Regions from separate parts of the Mus musculus genome. Here region 2 is linked to region 1. Evidence: chromatin contacts called from public ChIA-PET data. All regions are on one chromosome and are shown on one strand. The core of a region is the stretch at or near the end of the contact, and the rest is flanking DNA. Distances in the headings are between cores, read along the strand shown.

What was found. ChIA-PET counts read pairs in DNA pulled down with a chosen protein or histone mark.
Region 2: an RNA polymerase II ChIA-PET map of memory CD8 T cells shows a contact between it and region 1, with 12 read pairs. The contact joins the promoter of 4930417O13Rik here to the enhancer-like site in region 1. A contact is called at or near these places in 1 of 15 datasets of contacts at CTCF or cohesin (the NIH/3T3 cell line), 26 of 484 Hi-C or Micro-C datasets (B cells, the HL-1 cell line, the N1E-115 cell line and 10 more) and 9 of 115 datasets of contacts at active chromatin or transcription factors (DN3 thymocytes, the NIH/3T3 cell line, bone marrow-derived dendritic cells and 4 more).

What each region holds. Positions count from the first base shown.
Region 1 is chr6:125,424,605-125,428,511 of GRCm38.p6, forward strand. No RefSeq gene overlaps it. Among named protein-coding and RNA genes, the nearest start is that of Gm32673, 4.4 kb to the right of the region's middle. Within about 2 kb of position 1,992, at least 357 of the 459 cell types and tissues checked have an H3K27ac peak or open chromatin away from gene starts, as enhancers often do. A contact at or near this core is called in DN3 thymocytes, the HL-1 cell line, the N1E-115 cell line and 13 more, where this site is marked.
Region 2 is chr6:125,263,960-125,268,494 of GRCm38.p6, forward strand. 4930417O13Rik (RIKEN cDNA 4930417O13 gene) reads left to right here and starts at 1,566. Exons shown (of 4, transcript NR_015527.1): 1 at 1,566-2,110; 2 at 2,441-2,567.

The sequences.
Region 1 (3,907 bases), core at 742-3,241:
ACCCACCAACCCTGGTGTGTTTATAAAAACATAAAAAGAGGGGTATGCCGGGCGTGGTGGCGCACGCCTTTAATCCTAGCACTCGGGAGGCAGAGGCAGGCGGATTTCTGAGTTCGAGGCCAGCCTGGTCTACAGAGTGAGTTCCAGGGCAGCCAGGGCTATACAGAGAAACCCTGTCTCGAAAAACAAAACAAAACAAAAAAGAGGGGGTATATATTCTATGGGGGCGTGGTGAGGTATGGGGGGGGGAAGGAGGTTCCTCCGCGGGCCCATGCTGAGGCATCCCCTTCCCCGAGGGACCAGCCACACAAAGGTATAGTATAGAATAGAGTTTATTCAGGGTATGGGGAGGGGAGTTAAGAGGGTAGTAGAGGCAGAGAAAGGCAGAGAGAGGGAGAATAGAAGAGTAGAGGCTGGCCATGAGCACATGGAGAGATGGGGAAGGGAAGAACAAGGTAGCAAGAGAGGAACAAGGAGGGAGAAAGGGGCAAGCAGTGGGTCAGGCCTACCTGGCTATTGACAGGTAACTGTGGGGCGGAGCTTAGACAGAACGCTAACAGACCCCTTCCTGAAGTCCTCTCTCGCCCCAGAGATGCGGCATGGGGCGGTCGCATCAGGTTTGAAGCTCTTTTCTCCTGCAGGCAAGCTCAGTAATCCAGGCTCTTTGCTGTGTAGTTTATGCTGCTTTAGCATCTGCAATCCTGCCTCAGGCTACTCTGTGGTGGTGCGATCATAGGTTTCCCCGCTATGCCTACGACGGTTGTTTAGGACATCTGGGCTCCTTGCGTGTACAGGAGCTCAAACCGGTCATTGAATCTCAAGACAGTCACCCTCCTGGGCACTGAAAAGACAGTGTGTGGGAAACCAGAAACCACTCACCAGCCTCTCGCTTCCTAGGGGCCAGTGGGGTGGGTGGAGGGGGTGGGGCTAGGGAAGTGGGAGGTGCTTAGGTTTGTTATGGATGTCACTGCTACCCAAAGGGTGGGTTAGTGACTCATAGCTGCTGGAGCCTACAGGTGGGGTTGAGTGAGTCACTTTTATTCCTCAAGGGAGGGCCGAGGTGGGATGGAATGGAGGGGACCACGGAGTTGGAAAGAAATGAGGGATTTATATCTGAGAATTGGAGCTGTAAGACCTTGAGAAACGAACCTTCATTTCCTGTTAGCTGACCTGTCCGTGGGAAATGATCCCTACACTCCACATTATTGTGGAATTAAATGAAAGTGTTGCTTACACAACTGAGTGTGTACTGGGCATGGTGACTCACTCCTTTACCCAGCACTGTGATCTCTGTGAGTTCAAGGCCAGCCTGGTCTACAAAGCAAGTTCCATTTCAGCAGGGCTGTCACACAGAGAAACCCTGTCTCAAAAATAACAACAACAATAACATAAAAAAATCCACCATAAACCAAGAAACAAACTACAAATAGCGGTAGTGCCATCGCTTAAATCTTCATTTAGTTCCTGAAAACAGGCAGGGTAATAATATCTACTTCCTTTAGAGATTAAGGGCATTAAATAACGTATGCAAACTCTCTGCACAATGGTATTGGGTAAACGTTGTCCATTTTCATCAGCTGGGGGGGGGGGGTGTCACTGGTTTGTCAATGAATTCTCTGCTGTCTTAAGACCAAAAGGAGAAATGAGTCTGAGGGGTGACAATTAGGCTGCATTAGGTTGGGACCAGGCCAGCAATCCACTTGCGCCCGAATTGTGAGCCTACTAGGTGCTCACATGCTCATATTTGGTGTCACGCCTCCACAGAGGGCTCGAAAGAGATGAAAACCAACTGATAAGGAAGTGTTTGTGCTTGCCTCCTTCCTTTGAACCTCAAATTTATCTAAATAGAGATCTAACTTGGAACCAGGGTCCCAGGTTGCGCTTTCTGATGTGGCCTCCAGGGGGCGCATCCCCTTTGGGGCGCTCTGTGTGGCCGTGGAAGCTGCGGTGACTGTCGGAGGCAGGAGGATGAGTCAGCCTCCGAGGCTTCCGGCGTCCATTGGGTCCTGCTGCCCGCTCGGCCGCGCCCTGCCCGCGGGCTCCCGCCCGAGTCACCCTCTGGTATGGACCTGCAGCTCTGCAGGAGCTCAGGCCTTCCTTGCTGCCTGGGGGCAATATGGCCAGCCCTCTGGAGTGGTGGGCTTCCCGCGGGCGTGTGACCCCTCTCTCCACAGGGCCAGGGATTGCTTCCCTGCCCAAGTTCCAGGGCTTCAGGGCCCCGGGGCTGGCATGGGATGTGCTAGGACTGGGCAGCAGGAGGGACATCACGGAGGAAAATTTGCCACTATTCTCCACTTGGGGAGCCATGGAGCCTGGCCAGTTCCTCTGGATCCCCAAGAGTGTTCTCCCTCTGCTTAAAGTCAGAAAGAACAGACACCCCACCCCCACCCCCACCCCCCCACCCCCACCCCCGCGCTCCCATGCCCCTAGCCCTTTCCCTTGGCTTCTAGCTACAGATTTAGAACAGGGCTTGAGACTAGCTCAGCCAGTGTGGATGGTAAATTGGAAGATTTGGTTGATTCTGGGAGGGCCTCCCAATGAGTCACCATCCCTGGGAAGAGGTAACTCCCAGATGCCCAGGAGCTATCGGCCTCCCACTCAAGAGGAACTTGGAAGTAATGTCTAGCACAGAACACCTAACATTGTATATATATAGTAATGTCCATATTATTATATATGTATACTTTTAGATAGAAAGTTATAATTAAAATACATGAATCATATAGATCTCTGTGCATGTATACACATGTACTTTACAGGGCACCTCCTGTAAACTAGCTGTTGTCCCAGTGGCTCTACAGGAATTAATTATCTCAGACAGTTTTCACAGGACACTGGGGCATACGTACTATTATTGTTCCCATATGGTAGCTGAGGAAGTCTGAGCTCAGAGAGTAACTTTTGAGTGGGTGTGATGTCTGTCTGTAAACCAAGCAATTGGGTGGTAGAATCAGGAGGGCCAGTGTAACAGGCTCCAGACTGTAGCATAACTGACTCCATATTGGAAGAGCCATTCACTCAGCACGTAGACAGCATCACCTGCCAAAACCGTAAACAAAGACCTAATCCATCAAAGTCCATAGTCATGGGAACGTCTCTAAATGTGCTCACCCGGCTTTTGGGTGGCTGTAGTTCTGCTTCTGGCTAACTGTTCTTGCTAACTGAAGTGTGTCAACCCAGGACAAGTGTGTGTGTGTGTGTGTGTGTGTGTGTGTGTGTGTGTGTGTGTGTGCTTAAAAGCTCACCCCGACAGAGACTTGGGGCTACACTATGGGATCCTGAATGCCTGTGTAGCCATGTGCCAGCTAATGAAGATTCTATTGGCTTAAACCCATGCCCAGGCAGTCTTCTCTGGTGGATACCCCACAACATCAGGAGTTCAGGACTCTTCTCAGCTATGTGCTGAGCTGAAAGTCCACCCAGGATACATGAGACTTTGTTTGGAGGGGGGGAAGGGGGGAGGGGAAGGGGAGGAGGAGGAGGAGGAGATGAGGAGGGGTGGAGGAGGAGGAGGAGATGAGGAGGGGTGGAGGAGGAGGAGATGAGGAGGGGTGGAGGAGGAGGAGATGAGGAGGGGTGGAGGAGGAGGAGGAGATGAGGAGGGGTGGAGGAGGAGGAGATGAGGAGGGGTGGAGGAGGAGGAGATGAGGAGGGGTGGAGGAGGAGGAGGAGATGAGGAGGGGTGGAGGAGGAGGAGATGAGGAGGGGTGGAGGAGGAGGAGATGAAGAGGGGTGGAGGAGGAGGAGATGAGGAGGGGTGGAGGAGGAGGAGATGAGGAGGGGTGGAGGAGGAGATGAGGAGGGGTGGAGGAGGAGATGAGGAGGGGTGGAGGAGGAGGAGATGAGGAGGGGTGGAGGAGGAGGAGGAGATGAGGAGGGGTGGAGGAGGAGGAGGAGGAGATGAGGA
Region 2 (4,535 bases), core at 316-2,815, 160 kb before region 1:
ACCACGCCCAGCCTGTAGTTTTAATTCTTGTATTTCACTGCTGAGCGGTGTCTCAGTGCCTGAAGTCAGAAGAAAACTATTCTTACACTGGAGGGTCTTGGTAACCATCAATTGGCCTATGGCTTGATTTCTGGACTCTCAGTTTTATTCCATTAATCTATGTCCATCTTTATGTCGCTCTCACAGTTTTGATTACAGTTTTATAGTAAGTTTTGACATCAAGAAGTATAAACTCGGAGTGGTACTGTATGCTTATGTAATCCCAGCAGTAAGGTGGCAGAGGCAGGAGGATTACTGTAAGTAAAAGTTCAGCCTGCGCTACATAGCGAGACCTGTCTCAGAAGAGAAGAGAAAGGAAACTGGAAAGAATGAGTTAGTGGGTTTTGATCTTTTCTGAAATAATGTTTTGTTTTTACACTAATTTGTTCACTCATTTTGTGTGTGGTGTGGGTGGGAGTGTGTCGCGGCACGTATGTGGAGGTCAGAGGTCAGTTTACAGAAGTTGATGCTCTCCTGCCACCGTTGGAGGTCCCAGGGATTCAGTTCAGGTAGCCAGGCTTGGTGGCAAATGTCTTTAATTGCTGAACCATCTTTCTGGCCTCTCTAAAGTATTTTGGCTATTCCGTGCCTCTTGAATCGCCGTATGACTTTTAGGATCAGTTTCATTTCTGCAAAAAGGGGCAATTGAAATTTTTATAGGCATTGTCTTGGACTCACTGGTGGGAGTTGGCAGAATTATCACAATAACACAATCAGGTTTTCCAACCCATGAACACCAAATCTTCTGATATATTTAGTACTAAATGCCTTTAAACAATGTTTTGTGACTTTTCATTGTAGAAGTCTTACAATTTATTTGTTGACTTTCTTGGTAAGGTTTTAATCTTTCTGATGCTATGGTAAGTGGAATTCCCCCCTCCCCTAGTTTTTTCTTGTTTTGTTTCTGAGACAGGGTTTCTCTGAAAGAGAGCTCTGCCTGTCCGTGAACTTGCTTTGTCAACCAGGCTAACTTTGAACTCACAGGGAACTGCCTGCCTCTGCCTCCCCAGTGCTGGGATTAAAGATATGCACTCTTGGTTCCTTTGTTTTTTAAATTAATTAATTAGTTGATTAATTAATTAAAAAAAACCAGTGTCTCATGTATTCCAGGATGGCCTCAAATTGATTTTGTGGCTAAGAATGACCGTGAACACCTGATTCTGTCTCTACTCCTAAGCACTAAGTGACACTGTGACACTTCACCCAGCTGATGTCAGGCTACCCGCTGCTTACGTTACTTATTTTTCTATTTAGACAGGGTCTCCTGTAGTTTCTGCTAGCCTCAGCCTGACTCCACGTGTCTCCCTCCCAAGTGCTGGAGGTGGCAGATGAGCGGCACAGTGCCTGGCTGTGTTGACTTTTGAAGAAGGCAGCTGTTTTCTCTGCGGGCAGGAAGGTGGCAGCAGGACGTGTAGGTGTGTTGCTATGACACCGTGTGCTGCTGTTGTCACGTAACTTCTCTGAAGTCATAGATGGCGAGTTAGATTCTGTGACACAAAGGGAAGCGTGTCTGACTAATTATTCCCACACTGCCTTCGCTTCTGAGGGCTCCCTGGCCTGGGAGAGTTTGAGCAGAAGTGTAAGTTTGGGTCTACAGAGCTCTCGATGTCCTGACCCTTCACTCCTGTAGGATTTGGGCTAGCCCCTTCTGAAGGAACAGGGACCCCTTTAGTGGGCACAGGCTGTGGTCATATTTCTTTTCTCTTTTTCTTTTCTAATGTTTTTGAGGTAGCCTAGGCTGACCTCTGAGGATAGCCCAAGTGCTGACACTTCAGGTGTGTGACACCATGCCTGGCTACCGTCACATTTTGTCACATGCCTTTTGCCTGTACTTACTGACTGGAGAGCTGTTTATTCATGCTTTGCCCATGTCAAAACTGGATAACTGATTCTTCTCTTTCACCTACAAGTTAGACCAGGATGGGCATTTTCATGAGCCTATTGCCTAGGGAGGTTTGTAAATGATAGACACAGGCAAGGCGGGGCCAGAGGAGGCTGAGGTGAAAATCCAAGGAAAAATCCAAGAGTCAGTCAGATGGCAAAGAACTGAAGAAATACTGGACCATTGGAGGTATAAATGTCTGTTTGCCCTCTGCTTCTCTGGTTGTTAGTGGGGTGAGCTGCTCAAGGACTTTGAATGAGTCTGTCTGTGCTGTAACCGGGAGGGTGGGTGGATCGGTGCTGATGCTCCTAGGGAGCATGTGAGCAATGGTGTCAGGTACTGAGCTGCGCAGGACGCAGGGCTGGTAAATGTGTCCTGGAACGACTCAGTCACCAGCTCCTGCCTTCTCTGCCAGGCGTGAGAGCAGCATGAGAAGTCAGGGTTCCAGGCAAAGAGTAAAGGAACCCGGGAGGTCAAGGCACGGGGCGGGCAGGTGGAACAGAATATCACCCTTCCTAGGGTTCCCAGTGGGAAAGTGCGAACTTCAGGACGGGCCGTGTGGAGACTTCTGGGGCTGAGACGTGACTAACACATTTCCATGCTGAAGGATGTGGTGGACTGGCAAGGGACTAGAATAAGAGATGACGTGAGTTTCTGTGTGTTTTCTGATCCTTTTTATTATTATTTTTTAAAGATTTACTTATTTTATGTATGTGAGTACACTATAGCTGTACAGATGGTTGTGAGCCTTTATGTGGTTGTTGGTCATTGAATTTTTTTAGGACCTCTGCTCACTCTGGTCAATCCTGCTCGCTCAGTCCCTGCTCGCTTCAGCCCAAAGATTTATTTATTATTATGCATAAGTACACTGTAGCTGTCTTCAGACGCACCAGAAGAGGGCGTCAGATCTCATTATGGATGGTTGTGAGCCACCCCCTGCCAGCTCTGATCCTTTTTATTTTTTAAGACAAGGGCTGTCTGTGTAGTCCAATGACTTAGTACTTACTGCCCAGACCCTTGTCCTCCTGCCTCCTCCTCCTCTCAAGCCCTGAGACTACAGATTCACACCACCACGCCCAGCTGTTTGTATAGTTCGGGATTAGAGAGTAGAGAAAAATGGTCTGGGAGTAATTACTGACATTGTAGACAAAGAATAGATTATTGTTCATCAAGTAAACATTCTACTGTCCCTTATGCCTTTTAAGTTCAAAGTACGCATTTTGTTGTTTTATTATGAAGCTCTACATATGTACGTGCTGGCGATTCAAACTCAGCCCTCAGATGGCTGTGTAACACCTTGCATAGATAAACACTGGGCCATTTCTGCAGACCCATCTTTCTTTTCTTTCTTTCTTGTTTGAGACAGGGTCTCACTACATAGCCCTGGTTGGTTCAATAACTTCCCACTGTGCTTCATTCCCATTTGTCCTTTTAAAATTAAAATTTTATTAACTCAGCTTGAACAATTTAAGCTCCACTATAAATATAGTCCATTGGAGTCTCTTAAATATTTTAAATCTCTCATCTAAATTTAACATCCAGTATATTTGATTTTCTCTTAAAGCGTTTCGATGCGTGACAGGGCAGTGTCTCTTTAGACATCGTTTCAACTTACTGGGCAGCCTAGGCTGCCTATGAACACCTGATCTTCCTGCTTCAGCCTCCTAAGTGCTGGTATTATAAGAGTATATTACCATTAGTCAGACATCTAACTCCAGTGAGAATAAACTCCCTAACTACTTCAACACTTGTTGTAAGTCTAACAAAGGTTTACATGTCGTCATCATGATTCTTTGAAGTATTATCATTGTTTACAGTCAGCGTGCACACCTCCTAACCTAGAATCACAGTCCTAGTTTGGGTTAATATTACTGTGATGGAACAGCATGACCAAAAGTAACTTAGGGAGGAGAGGGTTTATTTGACTTCTATATAATAGTCCATCACTGAAGGAAGGCAGGACAGGAACTCAGGCAGGGCAGCATCCTGGAGGCAGGAGCTGATGCAGAGCCCATGGAGAGGTGCTGCTTACTGGCTTGCTCAGCCTGCTTTCTTACAGAGTCCAGGGGTATCAGCCCAGGGACGGCAACACCCACAGTGGGTTGGGTCCTCCCCATCAATTAGTAATTGGAGGGGGCTGGTTGGGGGCACAACACTTGGGACATCAATCAATCAATCAATGAATGCCTTACAGCTGGATTTTTAAAAAAAAAATATTTTATGTATGTGAGTAAACTGTCACTGTCTTCAGACACATCAGAAGAGGGCATTGGATCCCATTACAGATGGTTGTGAGCCACCATGTGGTTGCTGGGAATTGAGCTCATGATCTCTGGAAGATAAGTCAGTGCTCTTAACAGGTGAGCTGTCTCTCGAGCCCTTACAGCTGGATCTTATGGAGTCATTTTCCAAATTGAGGCTCCCTCCATTTTATCTCCATTTTCATCTCTAATTTTAGTAATTAACATCTTTATTCTCCATTTTTAAAAAGTTAATTTAGCCAAATGTTTGTTAAACTGATTGAAATTTCTCAGAGAGTGATAGAGACTTTGTTGTTTCTGGTTTGTTTGCTTCTGTTTTGTTTATTTTTGCCCGGACTTTGAAGATTTCCTCT